Regions from separate parts of the Mus musculus genome. Here region 2 is linked to region 1. The links are chromatin contacts, called in public Hi-C maps. All regions are on one chromosome and are shown on one strand. Each heading gives the region's core, a stretch centred on a gene start, on an enhancer-like site or on the middle of the called end of the contact. The rest is flanking DNA. Distances are from core to core; before and after follow the strand shown.

The links. A called contact is a pair of places that touch in the nucleus more often than the background predicts.
Region 2: a Hi-C map of the N1E-115 cell line shows a contact between it and region 1, with 11 times the contacts expected there. The contact joins two enhancer-like sites. A contact is called at or near these places in 1 of 39 promoter capture datasets (hippocampal neurons), 3 of 15 datasets of contacts at CTCF or cohesin (CD8 T cells, embryonic stem cells and pro-B cells), 48 of 484 Hi-C or Micro-C datasets (the AML12 cell line, the BV-2 cell line, the Ba/F3 cell line and 29 more), 7 of 115 datasets of contacts at active chromatin or transcription factors (the SCID.adh cell line, T-cell acute lymphoblastic leukemia, bone marrow-derived macrophages and 3 more) and 2 of 9 other capture datasets (adipose tissue and pancreatic islet).

What each region holds. Positions count from the first base shown.
Region 1 is chr11:105,016,209-105,023,967 of GRCm38.p6, forward strand. It overlaps a transcript of Efcab3 not described here. Among named protein-coding and RNA genes, the nearest start is that of Gm25362, 62 kb to the right of the region's middle. Within about 2 kb of position 5,038, at least 4 of the 459 cell types and tissues checked have an H3K27ac peak or open chromatin away from gene starts, as enhancers often do. A contact at or near this core is called in the N1E-115 cell line, where this site is marked.
Region 2 is chr11:105,116,749-105,124,507 of GRCm38.p6, forward strand. Efcab3 (EF-hand calcium binding domain 3) reads left to right here. Exons shown (of 10, transcript NM_001081046.1): 10 at 320-789. The coding sequence ends at 646. Among named protein-coding and RNA genes, the nearest start is that of Mettl2, 5.8 kb to the right of the region's middle. Within about 2 kb of position 4,028, at least 25 of the 459 cell types and tissues checked have an H3K27ac peak or open chromatin away from gene starts, as enhancers often do. A contact at or near this core is called in the N1E-115 cell line, where this site is marked.

The DNA of each region.
Region 1 (7,759 bases), core at 3,788-6,287:
AAAGTCCTATTTAAAAGTTCCATTTTTCTCTGCATCAGTGCACAGTTACATATAATGTAAATTGTGGCCTTTTACAGCTTCTGGGATGATTTCTCTGCAGACAATGCTGAAAGAAGTAAGAAAATTCACCGGTAAGCAAGACATTTTGTAAAAGGTATTACACAAAAGCTTCATATTTACATACATTTTTGAAATTGAATTTTCTTAGCTGGCATGCAGTACGTGCTTGTAATTTCAACACTCAGGAGGCTGAGGAAGAAGGCTGCAAGGTCAGTCTGGATCCTTAGTACCAGTCCAGCCAGGGCTGCATAGTAAGATAGTTCAACCCAGTAATCCCAGCATCCAAAAGGAATACAGGAGTTCAAGGCCAAACTGTTCTCCAGTAGGGAGTTCCAGACTAGCGAAGGCTAAATAGAAGGATCCTGTCACAATATGTATGTATGTGCATAAGGATGCACATATATATTATATGCACACCTTAAAGATTTCTTATCTTGTCACTGGCTTCAAAAATTTTAACTGGCATGAAAATTAAATTTGTTTATTTCATTTTGGCAAAACTTTGTGATGATATATATGTATAATGAGTTCCACACTTATTCTGAAACCTCTTTTTTATCTTATGGTGCATTTCTCCATAATAACACAGTCAACACCGATCATCATTCATTTGAAATACTTAGCAACTACTCTAACTCAGAAAATGTTAGGACATGCCAGTGACAGTAGGACTACTGAGGCCACTTACACCATTACAAATGCATAGTTTCTACAAATTTGAACACCTTTCCATGTGTTCTGTACAAACGTAGTTTTGTCAGACAAAGTCAACAAACAATTCTCACTTTCAATTTTCTTTTTTTTTTCTCCAAAGGAGGAAATATTGATGCTAAAGTCACACATAGAGTGCTGGAGGGCATGGGCATACAGCTTTCAAATAGAGACATCAATGACCTGCTGAAACGGTTGCCTATTGCTGGTAAGTACTGTGTGAACCCTATGGAGTGCATCTTCGTGTTTGTATAAACTTCAGAGTGAGGACATCATAAAAACTAGCCCCTCTCCTGCCCTACAACTCCTAGAAAACAAAGATATCAAGCTGTAGTAGGGAAAGTATGAGTCTTTGGCATTTGAATTTGTTTTGATCCCTGGCAGCATCCTTAAACTAAATCTTGGCTTTGAAAGTGTGTTCCTGGCTGTGGGGGATGGCCCAGTGGGTAAAACACTTGCTGTCCAAGACTGATGATCTCAGTTCACATCTCTGGAACACAAGTAAAAAGTTGCAGTGTGTGGGTCTATAATCTTGATCTTTCTACAATGAGATAAGAAGCAGAGATGGGAGATTTCCCAAGAGCTTGCAGACCAGCTAGTGTAGTTTAACAGTGCAACAGCAAACGAGACAGAAGCAAGATAGATGGTTGACATCCAAGGTTCTACTCCAACCTACACACACACTGTGTCCACTCATGCGCACATGGACACACATACAGACACACATGCACACATGTGAACACAAGCACGCACAGACCCATGCACGTGCACACATACACAAATAAATAAACAGATGTTTTTAAAATAGTGTCGTTACCTTAAGATAAATAAATCTTAAGTAGAGCAAAGAAAAAAAAAGGGTGAACTAACAGTAACAAGGAGAAAGAAAGGGGGAGCTGAACGTGAGGAAAGGCATCGGACAGCGTCACATTCAGAATTTTGTCCAGTGCTGGGGAAAGTGTTGGTGGCAAGGCACTTAGAATTATACCCTCAGCACCTCTTACTGGATGCATCATTTCTCTCTAATTATAAATGTGTCTTATTTTACAGACGATGGGAAAATACTTAAAAACGTATTACTTGATCATGTAAAGTGGCATTCTGGTAAGTGATCATCTCAAAAAGGCAATTCGAACTATAAGCTGTCGTCTTTACCTTGACTTAAAAAACATCATGTCATTACACAATAATTAGGTGGTTTGTTTTATTTTCTTTAAGTTTAAAGATCTTTTAGATGCAACTATAACTAATGTAGTTTATAATTTTCTGACAGTTGAAGATGTTTCAAATTCTGTTTGCTGATCAAGAGTGCTAGTTGTCTGATATAACTTATCAGTTGATCTAAAAAATGCAGTTTATAGTATATAGAATCAGTACATATACTCAATATGTAACTAAAAACTTACATAACTCATCTGATATATAATTAACTTCTAAATATACCTTTCTCACACATTAAATAAAGAACCCTCTGAAGCAAGATTGGCCAAATACACTGTTGCCCAGCTTCCACAGTGTCTCTGCAGCCCTGAAAGCTATTTGTCTGTCATTGTGTGGTGGACTACTTCGTTTCCGTCTATGATAACTTAGCCTCTGGCTCCTTCTTTCCTAAGGGGCCAAGTGTCATATCTCCAAACTGGGTGGCATTCTAGAAGACTTGGGCTTCAACCTGGAGGATGAAGAAATCGAAGACCTAACAAGCCGTCTGCCAGTTGAAGGTGAGATTGCCGTTATGTCTTCTGAGAGCCTCTCAGTGCCTCTGATAAACTTGAAGATCTGCTCGTGGGGAAACCTGTTTTCCTGGATTGTGGTGCTTCAGTCAGAAGTGCTCATCTGTCGAACAAGAGGTTTCGCTTATAAACCCTTATACCACTGAGAATACTTAATGACCTATGCCAGAGAAAAGAAACAAAGGATCATGTCAACAGGAAAAGAAAGGGGCAAGAGCTAAGAATTGATACTTAAGAGAACCCACCACTGTTCCAGAGGACACACGTTTGGTTCCCAGCACCCATGTTGGATAGCTCATGATTGCCAGTAAATACTCCAGCTCCAGGGATCTGACTCTCTCTTCTGGCCTTCAGGAGAAAAATAATTAAATCTATCAAATCACCAGAAGGTTCAGGAAAGAAAGCATGCCAGATCATCCTAGATTTTTTTTTACTTGATAGTGAAATGTATATATCCTGTGTATATCCTCGCTGTACAGTTGGTTTCTTGGCACTGACTTGAATGGTGATTATGGGTCCTCTGACTAGTATCTGCTTCCAGCTCCTGAAGGTCAGTGCTTTCACAGTCTACCATGAGAGAGAGCAGTGTCTGTCTCTGACTCACTTCATATAAAGTCCTGCAGATCATCAGGGGACCCTCCCCTGGTAGCCCTCATCTACACTGAGCTGCGTCATGGTGAGCATCACCTGTGTGTGGTGATGCGCTTGTTAATTAGCCCCAGACCTCTCTTCAGTCCTCAGTCCCTTCCTTTAGCTCTCTACCAAGCTGCAGAATTGTTGCTGCCCCCCATCCCCAGCAGTAATTCCATTTTCTGTTTGGTACCAAGTGTTTCTACCTACTGAGGAGTTGCCATGTTGCTTTCCGTAACAGCTGTACCAATGTTACTCTCACTAACCGTGTGTAAGAGTTGTTTTTTCTCATACACACAACAGCATTGATGGGATTTATCCCTTTAATAACAGCCATCCTGACTCCAGTTAGGTGATGTCTCATTCTCAGTGGGTTTACATTTCCCTGATGGTGAGCAATGCCCAGGGGTTTGTTTGTTTGTTTGTTTTGTGTGTGTGCTTTCCTGTGGTACCAAACCCTAGACTGAGTCTGACTCCAGTAATAACCTTACTTTAATTTCATTTTTATTTCTTACTTTAATTTTAAATCAAGAGGTTTTTTTCTTTTTTTCACTTAGACCTGATTAGAAGGGAGTGAGTTTCCAGCACATGCAACCCTCAAGCTAATCTAGAGCAAATAGCCTAGTATGTATGGCTCCTACTCTATGCAGACAGATGGTTAGCTACAATATAGCTGGGTTTGGTTTTCCTGAGACAGGGTTTCTCTGTGTAGCCCTGGCTGGTCTGGTACTTGCTCTTTAGACCAGGTTGGCCTCAAACTCGGAGATCTGCCTGCCTCTGCCTCCTAAGTACTGGGATTAAAGGTGTACACCACAACCTCTGGGCACACAATACTGCTTTTTTAAATCTGTTATACTAAGGTGATCAAACAGATTGCTCTTGGACTCTAAAGTGGAATGAGCCAAGTGAAAGATAAACAACGCTTTTTTAAATTTCCTAGCACCGGTGCACATAGACATGGTACATCCTGCAATTTTTCCTCCTGCACTGTATTTGTTTATCACATTCAGACCGTCAGTTTTCAAGTCCGTGTTCATCTGGGAAAGAAGATTAGTGTATTAGCAGAACAAATCAGGGTGAACCTTTGAATTTCGATGTTTTACCTCACACTGTAAGGCCTTGTGTTTCTGGGTGCGAGTCACCATGCCTGGGTCTTATATGCATTTTGTCTTTGCAGATGAGATGGTCAACATGAGGGAGATGATGGAGAATGTGGAGTTGCTCACAGGTCAGTGAAAGGCCACAGAGCAAAAACGACTTTCAGTCACAATGAAGCTTACACGTCACACTTTTCAATATCCAAGCCTCGTTATGGGGGCTTTGTTTAGTACAAATTTATTAATTTGTTAGTCTTACTGATATAACAACAATATATTTTATGCATCTCTGTGAGATGGCTCAATAGGTAGAGACACTTGGTAGTTCCCTATATACTGGAAAGAACTTACTCCTGTAAATTGTCTTCTGACTTCCACGAGGATGCCCACAACATGATAAATACATGAATAAATAAATGAATAGTAAATAGTAATAAAAAATCAAAACATTCTATCCAGCAGTCCAAATTAATTTTTGGCAAAACTGTTACATTTTTCTATTGTTGTAGTATCCTGGGTTTCCCTGTGTTTTCTTTCTCAACGATTTAAATTAGTTGCATTGTTCACACGGCCAAAATAAACCCAGGTAACCATGATCACTAGAAAAATAATGGCCTAGTCTTATTTTTAGGATTAAATCTTTTTATTCTATTTTACCCTAAAAATCTAACCATTTTAGGAATAGATCACCTTCCTTATCATGTCATATAGTGTAAAAATAGGAAACGGGTTGCGTGCAGAGGGGTGGGGCTCGTGAGGGCCCACCCCCTAGCTGAAGAGCTATTGGCAGTTGTTAGCCAATTGTTGAGAGGGAGAGTCAATTCCCTTCAAGTGATGTGGTCTTTGCTCATGCTCCAGTAGAGGGCGCTCTGCATACATATGTATGTGGGCAGCAGTAATCCAACACGGGGTTATTAAAACAGACAACAAGACGATGACAACAACAAACAGAAGGAAACAACATAAATTTGGGCAGGGTATGTGGGGGATCTGACTTGGAAATCAAGGTACGATGTGTTCTGAATGCATTGTATTTGCATATCTAGCTACCAACGAGTAAGCAAAACATTTAAATTGGCAGTTTATCTATAAAAATATGTATTTAGTCATTTATACATAGCCATATTGACCTATGACCTCCATGTCAGAATATTGATCTATACTGTTGCTCAGTGAAGTGAATGTCATGATCCACCAGAGATACTGACAACCCCATTGATAGAGCCAATTCTAAGTTTTGCTTTTGTGTTTTTTATTTTGGATGGCCCAACCAAAAGTGGGCTTGTGCCTCTGAAAAGTCTCTTGTAGCTGAGTCAGGGATGCAGGTTTCTAATGGCAAAAACCACAAAGACCATAGTTTATATCAAAGTTAAATGAGGTCAGAGTAACCTTAAAATATTCGTCCCTGGCAGAGCATAGTAATATGTCAGACCAAACATGTAAATTATTTTTCACTTATATTTTTTTCTAGTTATTTTAGTTTTTTTTTAAATTATTTTGGTTAATACATTGGGACCATGGTCAAGGCCTTGGAAATCTCAAATGTGTTTCTGAGGCAGACATGAGCATTGGAGAGGTGGGTAGGGAGCTGAGAACTGTCCAGGCAAACACAAAATGGGGTTAGAACAAAATGATGTCACTTAGGCATTTCACTAGAACTTACAAATTATTTTTCTGTCTAGAATTGAGCAATTTATGTCTTTTTTTTATATCCTCTTAGACTCTTGACTTAGACTTTTGATCATCCAACCCTTCAGGTAAACTTAGATGACACAGTTTCTAATCATTTTGCTCTCATTTCTATTTATTTCAAAGGAAACAAAGTGGATGTTGATCAAATAGATCAAGTTTTGAAAACCATAGGGGTAGAGCTCACACCTAAGGAGCGCTGGGAGCTGATGAAGACTCTGCCCATTACCTGTGAGCATTCCTGATTCAACCGCAGCTTCTGGGGGCGGGGGTGGGGGCTTGAGCATGTGCGTTATGGAGGCTAGCTGGGAGTCCTTGAATATACATTACACATGAACATATTGAGGACATCTTAAGTGATAAGATTAAAGTCACAAATCTTTAAAAAAAAAAAGTCACAAGTCTTTTCGTCCATGGAAACTATTTTACATAGGGGCTTACTCTATTGGGACTGAATTTGAGAATTCTTAAGAAAGAAATTAATTCATGAATCAAGATATGATTACAAGTTTTTGAGTTGAGACATTACTTCTGTAATGTCTGATAACCCTAAAGCACAAAGAAATTAAAGAGGGGAGAGAAGGCAAGACAGATGGGAACATGTTAAATCAGTATTAGCCTAGCAAAATGAGACATTTAGAACATCCAATTCTTCACATTATTGATAAAGTCAAGTTGAAGAAAGCTGTATAGATAATAGACTAAATATGCCACATCTATAAGGTTACTGCCTTCATGGTGGTAGTCCACAGTCATGTTATGGGTGCCAGTACTGCGTGGTCTGTGACACATTATGTCTTCTATTACAGCTGATAATAAAGTGTATCGGAACCGATTGTTGGATAGTTTAAAAACTTTTCACAGTGAGTAACAAATGCAATGTCAAGTGAAACAAGCCTTCAAGTTTGTTTCTTTCTGGAAAGTCTACTTATTACCTAATGGTAACAGTAGCTTGTTTCCGTTGAGGGTTGTTTCACAGCACTTCTCTGTCTCACACTGAAACTCCAGGGGATAGTTCTATTATGGCCATTTCCCACCCAAACTGAACTGATCTGCTTGCCTTGATCTCACAACTTGAATGTGGAAATGTTTCTCATCTGTAGTGTTATATTCTGTAGTTTATCAGTCTTTTTATCCCTCTTTATGTCTTTTATTTTAAATTTATGGAGATAATCTGACAGGCTTCAAACCTGGTGGCCATAGTTATTATAGTTGCCTCTGACATCTCTACTATGAATAAATAAAGACCAACTAGCAAGCCTTGGTCACTCCCGTTACTCCAGGGCTCTACTAAAAATGTTGGCAGCATGTCTTCTGACATGTATATGGGCTGATTCTTTCCTACCCTCCACCCATCCCCTGCACTTGCTTTTATTCTTTCTTTAAACATTCAGTTTTGATTTATTTTCTCCTTTATGACCCAGTCCCTAGAATTAAGTAGAATTTTAAACATTGAAGCATACTTTTACATTTTTTTCTTATTTCATCTCTTCCTTTCTTAAGGAGGAAAAGGTTTTACAAATAAACTAGAAACCATCATGGAAAACATTAACTACAATGTTGATGAAAAAGACATGAAAGAACTGCAGAACTACTTGAAAACTGATGGTATTTCATTTAATACTATGACTTCCTATAAGAAGAATCACAGAGCTCTGCTTGTAGTCTCTCTAGGGGTATTCTCACTTAAGTATACTTAGGAAGAAAGAAATACTCATGAAGTTATAACCCTCCAGGGCAAAAATAGAGCTTTTGCCAAGTGTGATAGTACATACCTTTAATCCCAGCTTGGAGGATGGGAGGTAGGAGTGGAAGCAGGCAGATCTCTGTGCCTTTGAAGCC
Region 2 (7,759 bases), core at 2,778-5,277, 100 kb after region 1:
TTCCCCTGTGCCCATATCTTCGATGCTTTTCCCCACTTTCCCCTCTATTAATTTCAGTGTCTCTGGTCTTATGTGGAGGTCTTTGATCCACTTAGACTTGAGCTTTGTACAGGGAGATAAAAATGGATCAATTCGCATTCCATACCCAGCTTTCAAGTGGTACATTTTGATTTCCACCAACTCCTAGCTCCCACGCAACCCCATACGTAGTCTTACTGATTTTCACATGTATAACTCTAGAGCCACCAATAATTACAGTTCGTACATCAAAGAGAGTGAAGGTAGCTACGGTGAGTTAATATCTGCCCTCTCGCCGCAGGTAAAGAAAGCCACGGAGAGTTATAACTTAGGAATTGCCCTTGACCACCGGAAAGAAATGCTGAACCTCTGGAAGAAGATTCGAGGGGATTTGGTTGGGATCGAAAGCAACAATGAGTCCTTTTACAACACCTTTTCGACCTACACCTGGTCCTGGAACGTCTGCCAAGAGCTGCTCTCCGCTAAGGACCTCCGCTTGCACGACGCCAGCATGAACAAGAGTTCCCCCTCCAACTCTGGGTTATCTTCCCCATCGGACTTCAGTGAGTCTGACCCGGAGACGGGGAGGAAGAGGAAACGGAAAAGTTCCAGAGGGTTTCGGCAATGAAAAGCCTACGTTTTCTAAACAGCTCTTCGAAAACCGCTTTCCATAGTAATCAAAAGTATGGTTTCTTGCTTTTATCTATTACATGCCTAGGTGGAAATTTTGACATCTTATGGATTCCGACCAGTAAAAACCTTTAAATCCGGGATGCTTTCTCTTTCTGTGGTTTATATAATTACCCTATTACTAGAGCCAGGCATTCTTCGCTATGCCCACTTGACTTAAAACAACCAAGATACCAGCAGAAAGCAGGGGAAGTTGGCCTGGGTTCCCAAGAGCCCTCTGGACAATAAGCGTCTGAGTTTGGGGTAACTCTAAATGGCGGATTTGCTTGACACCAGATTCAGAGGATTGCAGCTGCAGGGAACCCTAGCAGCATACCCTCTCCCCACGCCACAAAGAACCTCAGAGAAGTTTAGGAATTCCTTAGGCACACCTCTCGCTTAGATGGCTCCTTCAATTAACAGCTCATCCATTACACGAGAGACACAACTATATTGAAAATATAGGTACCGTAGTGTTGTGTGCATGTATGTGTAACTGCATGTGCAAGTGAGCACATATGAGTACACTCGAGTGTTCTCGCCCATGCTGGTGTGTGGAGCATAGAGGTTGATGTCGGGGCATCTTCCTCAATTGGTTCTCTGTTCTGCTTTTCGAGACAGGGTCTATCACTGGACCTGGGGCTCACCATTTCTGCTGGACTCTGGCCAGTGGGCCTCCAGAATCTGCCAGTCTCCATTGCCACCTCAGTGCTAAATTTATAGACACAAGCCACCACATTCAACTTTCTCCAAGGGCACTGGAGATTGAAACTCTGGTCCTTGGCTCACACAGCAAACACTTCACCCGTCGAGCTATCTGTGCACTTTGGGATGTTGTGGCTGTTATTGATAAAACTCAACTGTCCAGAATTTACTGTCTTAAACATAGTTAAGTGTGTATCATTCTGCTTCTTAGTTCCATTCATTCTTAGAGTCTTGGGGCACTCTGAAGTTTTTGACAGTTTTTTCAAATATAGGCACACAACTTTGGAATTCTATAAACATTAAGTCTACATTAACCATTTGATATATTATCAGGATGGCAAAAGTGGTTTTTTTTTCCTCTGCAGATTCTCATCTGTCTGTCCCTGTCTCTCTCTCTCTCTCTCTCTCTCTCTCTCTCTCTCTCTCTCTCTCCCTCTCTCTCTCTCTCTGTATCTGGGGGAGGGGTGACAGACTCATTCAGCCCAGGCTAGCTAGCCTCAGGCTTGATAAATAGGCAATTGATGGTCTTGAATTCCCTGATCCTCCTGGCTCTGACTCCTGCATGCCAAGTGTAGAGCTTGCAGCCATGCCCCACCATGCCAGTTTATGTGGTGTTTCATATCAAAACCTGGCCTCCATGCATGCCAGGCAAGCACTGTGCCAACTGAGCCACAACTGAAAGTTTGTCAGTTCATACTGATCCCCTTTCCCTCCCCTTGCCCTCCTTCTGTAACCGTGGCTGACCCGGAACCGGCTTTCTAGATCAAGCTAGTTTAGGGCTTGCAGCACGGGTCATGCTTCTGACTCCCAAGTGCTAGGATTATGGTTCCATGGATCATGCCCAGCTCTTGCTCTAATTCTCTAAAGCTGATAAACTCTATCTACCTACCTACCTATCTATCTATCTATCATCTATCTATCTATCCATCTATCTTTCCCCCCATTTATTGAAAATAGATTCTTTTTCATTCAATATATCCTGCTTACAGTTCCCCCTCTCTCCACTCCTCTCAGTTCCTCCCACCTCCCCTCCCATCTGGATGCACCCTCTTTCTGTCTCTCATTAGAAAAGGCTTCTAAGCGAAAACCACAAAATAAAATAGAAAACAAAAACCATAAAACAAACACACAAATAAAAACTATCACTGAACAAGACAAAACACAAAAAGGGAAAGAGCCCCGAAGGCACAAGAAGAATCAGAGACCCGCCCATTCACTTACTCAGGAGTCCTATAAAATCTCTACACTGAAGCTGTATACACAAGCACACAGACCCTGTGCTTGCTACTTCAGTCTCTGAGTTCATGTGAGCTTTGCTCTGTTGACTTAGAGGGCCTTGTTCTCCTGGTGTCCGCCATCCCCTCTGGCTCTTACACTTTCTTCTTCCTCATCCCCAGGGGTTCCCTGAGCTCTGAGTGGATGGATTGGATGGAGACATGCCATTTAGAGCTGTGGGTCTCTGTGGGTCTGTGTGGGTCTGTGTGTGTGTGTGTGTGTGTGTGTGTGTGTGTGTGTGTGTGTGTGTGTAATGTCTGAGTCCAGTAATTTTAACATTGTCCTGGACAACACAGTAAGGCCTCAATCTCAAAATATAAGTACAGGGGCCTGCAGGATGGCCCAGTGGGTGAAGGTGCTTGCAACTAAGCCTGAAGACCTGAGTTCAATCCCCAAAATCTATATGATAGGATAAAACCAACTCCTGCAAGTGGCCTTCTGACCTCTTGCATACCCAGTAACTAAATAAACAGGCACATGAGTATGATTTAAAAATTAAAAATAAATATTAGTTATTTTATAGTTATACTTTGGGGGAAAGCATTGATGAGTAACCATATTTTCTAACCAAAAGGTAAGATTATTAGTTTTAAGAAAATATCTTTATTTTTTATGTGTGTGTTACAATGTCTGAGAATATAGAATTAGGAGCTAGGCATAGTGGCACGTGCCTATAATCCCAGCACTTCGGAAGCAGAGACCAAAAGACAAGACCACAGGAGTTCAGGATCATGCTGCAGTGTGGCAAATTCAGGGCCAGCCTAACTTACATGAGATCCTGTCTGAAAAGAAAGTATAATATAAAATATTAGAATTACTGCAGGGTTTTTTGTTTGTTTGTTTGTTTTTTCAAGACAGGGTTTCTCTATGTAGCCTTGGCTGTCCTGGAACTCACTTTGTAGACCAGGCTCGTCTCGAACTCAGAAATCCGCCTGCCTCTGCCTCCCAAGTGCTGGGATTAAAGGCGTGCACCACCATCACCCGGCAGAACAAGATATTTTTAAGGAGTTCTGATAGAAAAAAAATTTAACCTGCAGGGCACGCCCATCTCTCTGTTGCACTGTTGCAGACTACATATAATAGTAGCAACTGACACCTCCCTGCTGGGATCTATACACAGGGACAGGCATCCACCCATTCACTCACCAGCTTGCTGAATTGCCTGCTGTGTGCCAGACCCTGGTCTAGGATCTAGATCTGTAGCAGATAGAATGCCTGACTTGCCCAGATCTTAGTAACAGATCTAATTATAACCAGTGGCTCAGCAATGCCTGCTGGTGACTTTGGTCAGGGCAGATGAGGAGAACAAATCTCTATTCAGCCCAGATAGGGAAATGACCAAAGACACTCTCCCACCCCAGACCAGCCTGATGATTCAGTAAGCTAATTACAGGACGCGAGGGAGGGATTACAGAAGCACTCACACACAGCATGGGTGACCCTTAGCAGTTGCATCACTGAAAAGCCCACGCCAGCATGGGTAACAACTCTCAAAGGTTACACCCTAGAGCTCCCTGCTTTCAGAAATGACTCCTCTCTCCCAGGAGTTGACTGGGGCTTATATTACCCAGGGAAAGTGGCTTGCACGTTTCCTGTTTCCTAAGCTGTCTTAGAAGCTTCCCTCCTCCCTCTTGGAGGGAACATGTCAATTCAGAGGAAACAGTCACAGCAATGACAAAATAGGTTACAAAAATGAATGTTTAGTAGATGGGTCTCATTCTGTTGCCCAGGCTTACCTTTTGTTCCAGGCTCAAGAAATCCCCCTACTTCTGCCTCCTGAGCAGATGCACTAAAAGTGCACCACCCACCATGGCCAGACTGAATTTTTAATAGCAAGAAACTTAAAACAGCCTAAATGTCAATGAAATCATGCTACAGCTATTCAAAGTCAGACCAGAATGTCATTACAATAATGTTTCACACAATGAAACATTCCCCCAGCTGTTATTAGGTTAAACTATTAAGTTAAAAAGCGCTTAAGGTGTGGCTCTCCACACAGATGTGACAGCATGGCTGTGACCACAGCACTAGAGAGACTGAGGCAGGAAGACATCAAGTTCCAGGTCAGCCTGGGCTACATAGACCATCTCAAGCCAGTACCCCCAACTCAATTATGTAAGCAAATTAATGGAAAGACTAGGAAAATATAAAACAAAGTATCGATGAATCAAATGGTGGGATATAGCATTTTCTGGTCTTAACTGTATCTTCTAAATATTCCACATATTTGGTTTTTAATAAGGGAAATGTAGCTAAGAGTGGTAACACATGTCATTTAAAAGGCAGATGCAGGAATCTCAAGTCTCAGGCCACACAGGGCTATAGCAAAACCTTGTCTCAAAAAACACGAATAAAAGGTGTGGAAGCTTGAGTAAGAATGGTGAGGGGGGCTGGAAAGATAGCTGGCTGTTCGGGCTGGAGAGATGGCCCAGCCGTTAAAGGCTAGGCTCACAACCAAAAATATAAGAATACTGGCTGTTCTTCCAGAGGTCCTGAGTTCAATTTCCAGAAGCCACACAGTGGTTCACAACTATCTATAATGGGTTCTGATGCCCTCTTCTGGTATACATGAAGACAACATACTCATATACATAAAATTAAAAAGAAATGTTAAGGGGCTGGTGAGATGGCTCAGTGGGTAAGAGCACCCGACTGCTCTTCCAAAGGTCAGGAGTTCAAATCCCAGCAACCACATGGTGGCTCACAACCATCAGTAACGAGATCTGACTCCCTCGTCTGTAGTGTCTGAGGACAGCTACAGTGTACTTACATATAATAAATAAATAAATCTTAAAAAAAAAAGAAATGTTAAGGAACCTTTGAATAAGGGTGGTAAGGAACAGTCTGACGTGAGTAGCCTATGCTGCCATCTGAGGCCATTGTAAGATCCTGGCCCATGCTGCCACCCAGGGCCATGTCTGGGTCCATGACCCTGCAGTGGCTGGAATCTGTTAATGTCAGTGGCCGGTGTTACCACCAAAAGCCATGCAGATGTCCCTGGTCTGGGCTGCTGCCTGGGGCCATGTTGATGTCCAGGGGCTGTGCAGTGCTGGCCCCACCACTCACCTGAGCACAGTGGGAGAGCTGGCCCTGAGGGTGTGACAGTGGGAGAGCTGGCCCTGCCCCTCTCCAGCGGCATCACTCAGGAGAGTGCCTACCCCACCCATCCCACCCTCATCTGAACAACACAGTAGTGCTGGCCCACAGGAGAGCACAGGAGATATGGTCCTGACCCTCACAACCTGCAGGCAGGAGAGCCAGTCCTGACCCTCACAACCTACAGCATTCGGGAGAGCAGGCCCCATCCTTTCACCTGAGCAGAGTGGGAGAGCCTACTCCTACAGTGTGAGAGCAGAAGAGCTGTCCCTACCCCCTCACTAGCGGGTAGTGCTGGAGAGCTGGCAAACTGACCTACACCTCACGCTCAGATACGGGGGTTTGAGTTGGCCCACCCCAACATCTACCCCCTTTATGAATTGCTGGAACATATGAAGGGGTGTAATATCTAAAATGAACTCAAGACCACCCAGTACCTTCTCCCTTCGAAAAGGACTTTCCAAACTGTACTAACAGGCCAAGTGCAGAGCCAGATAAGGAAGCTGGCTGACTAAACAAATGTAAAAACCTAGTTTTATCGGCCAAAATGATTAAGCCTGCAGCTACCAAAACAATATTAGCTGTTCTCAGAGAAATAACCATAACAAGATTAGCAATTCTCCTGCCCCCTGCTCCACACTGAATTCTGACAAAGACCACAAACCACCCTGACCTTGTTGTGAGAATTCCCCTGGCGTTAATAGCTGTGACATTAATAGCTGATCCATAAGTTCAAAATGTACTATTACTTTGCTGACCAAATCATAATAACCCACCATGGGGGCAAGCAAAGTGAGTCACTAGGCCAAAGGGTTACTTAGTCACTATACAAACCAACCAATGTCTGAAAGGGTCACTTGCTACACCAATGAGAACCCTGTTGCTCAAATCTGCCCCTTACAAAGGTATAAAAAGTGTGTCCTCTCTTTGTTCTTGGTCTCTCCTCTGGCCTGCGTGCTGGGAGGGGAGTCCCCAACATGTTAGATCAATAAAAATCCTCATGCGTTTTGCAGTGATGGCGGCGGTCTCTGTGGTCCTTGTGAGTAAGGGTCGTTTGACACTACAACAGGGGCAGGTCCTGCAGAACCCAAGCTGCAGGATCTCCATGACACAGGCCAATAATAGGCTATCTGAAAAGAATTCAAGAGAGGATCCAGTATTGATAGTATAGCAGAAGCCAGAGGTACCAAGCCAGATCAATGATATTTGCAAGCCGTTTGAGTAAAAGAGTAAACTGTGTGATACACCGCAGATTCGACAGAGAGATGGGGTTTTTGTTTTCTTTTGGAGGGTAGGTTGTGAGGGCAATAGGGAATATGGAAGGAAGGAGAGATGAGTGGGATTGCATGCTGTGAAATCCACAAAGAATCAAAAAGTTTTTTAAAAGAAAAAAACAAAAACAAAAAAGGTTATTAAATCAGTTTATACAAAAGGCTGCTCATGCTCTGTAAAAGTTAAAAAGAAGCAATTAAGACATCAAGATCCTTCCCTGGAGCTCTTGTTCCACAGCAACGCCATTAAATGGCCCAGAATTGGCACCGCCTGCAACAAGGGGTTGGGAGGGTGATGGGGTTGGGGTGGCTGGGTCATGAAATGATTAACTACCCTGCCCTGGGCTAACATCCAAGTCGATCCCCTGGAGAGCCTTTAGCCTTTCCAAGCATTGAATATATCCGCTTAGTAGGAGAGTGCCCTTTATCGTCCACTAGGGGGCCCCTCGATTCCTCTGAAACACAGTTCTCAATGTATTCTGACCACCTTGCACCACGTCTTCCGAACTCCTTTCAAAAGATGTTAGATGCTTCAACTGCCGAAGGAAAATGAGTTGGTACAGGCCAGCAAAATACATTGTGTAAACTCATTTAGTGGGTTAGCGAGAGGGCACAGCGATTAAGAGCTGCTCTCGAAAGAGGACGTGAATTCAGTTCCCAGCACCTACATCAGGCAGCTCACAACTACCTGTAACTCCAGCTCCAGGAGATCTGATATTCCTCTG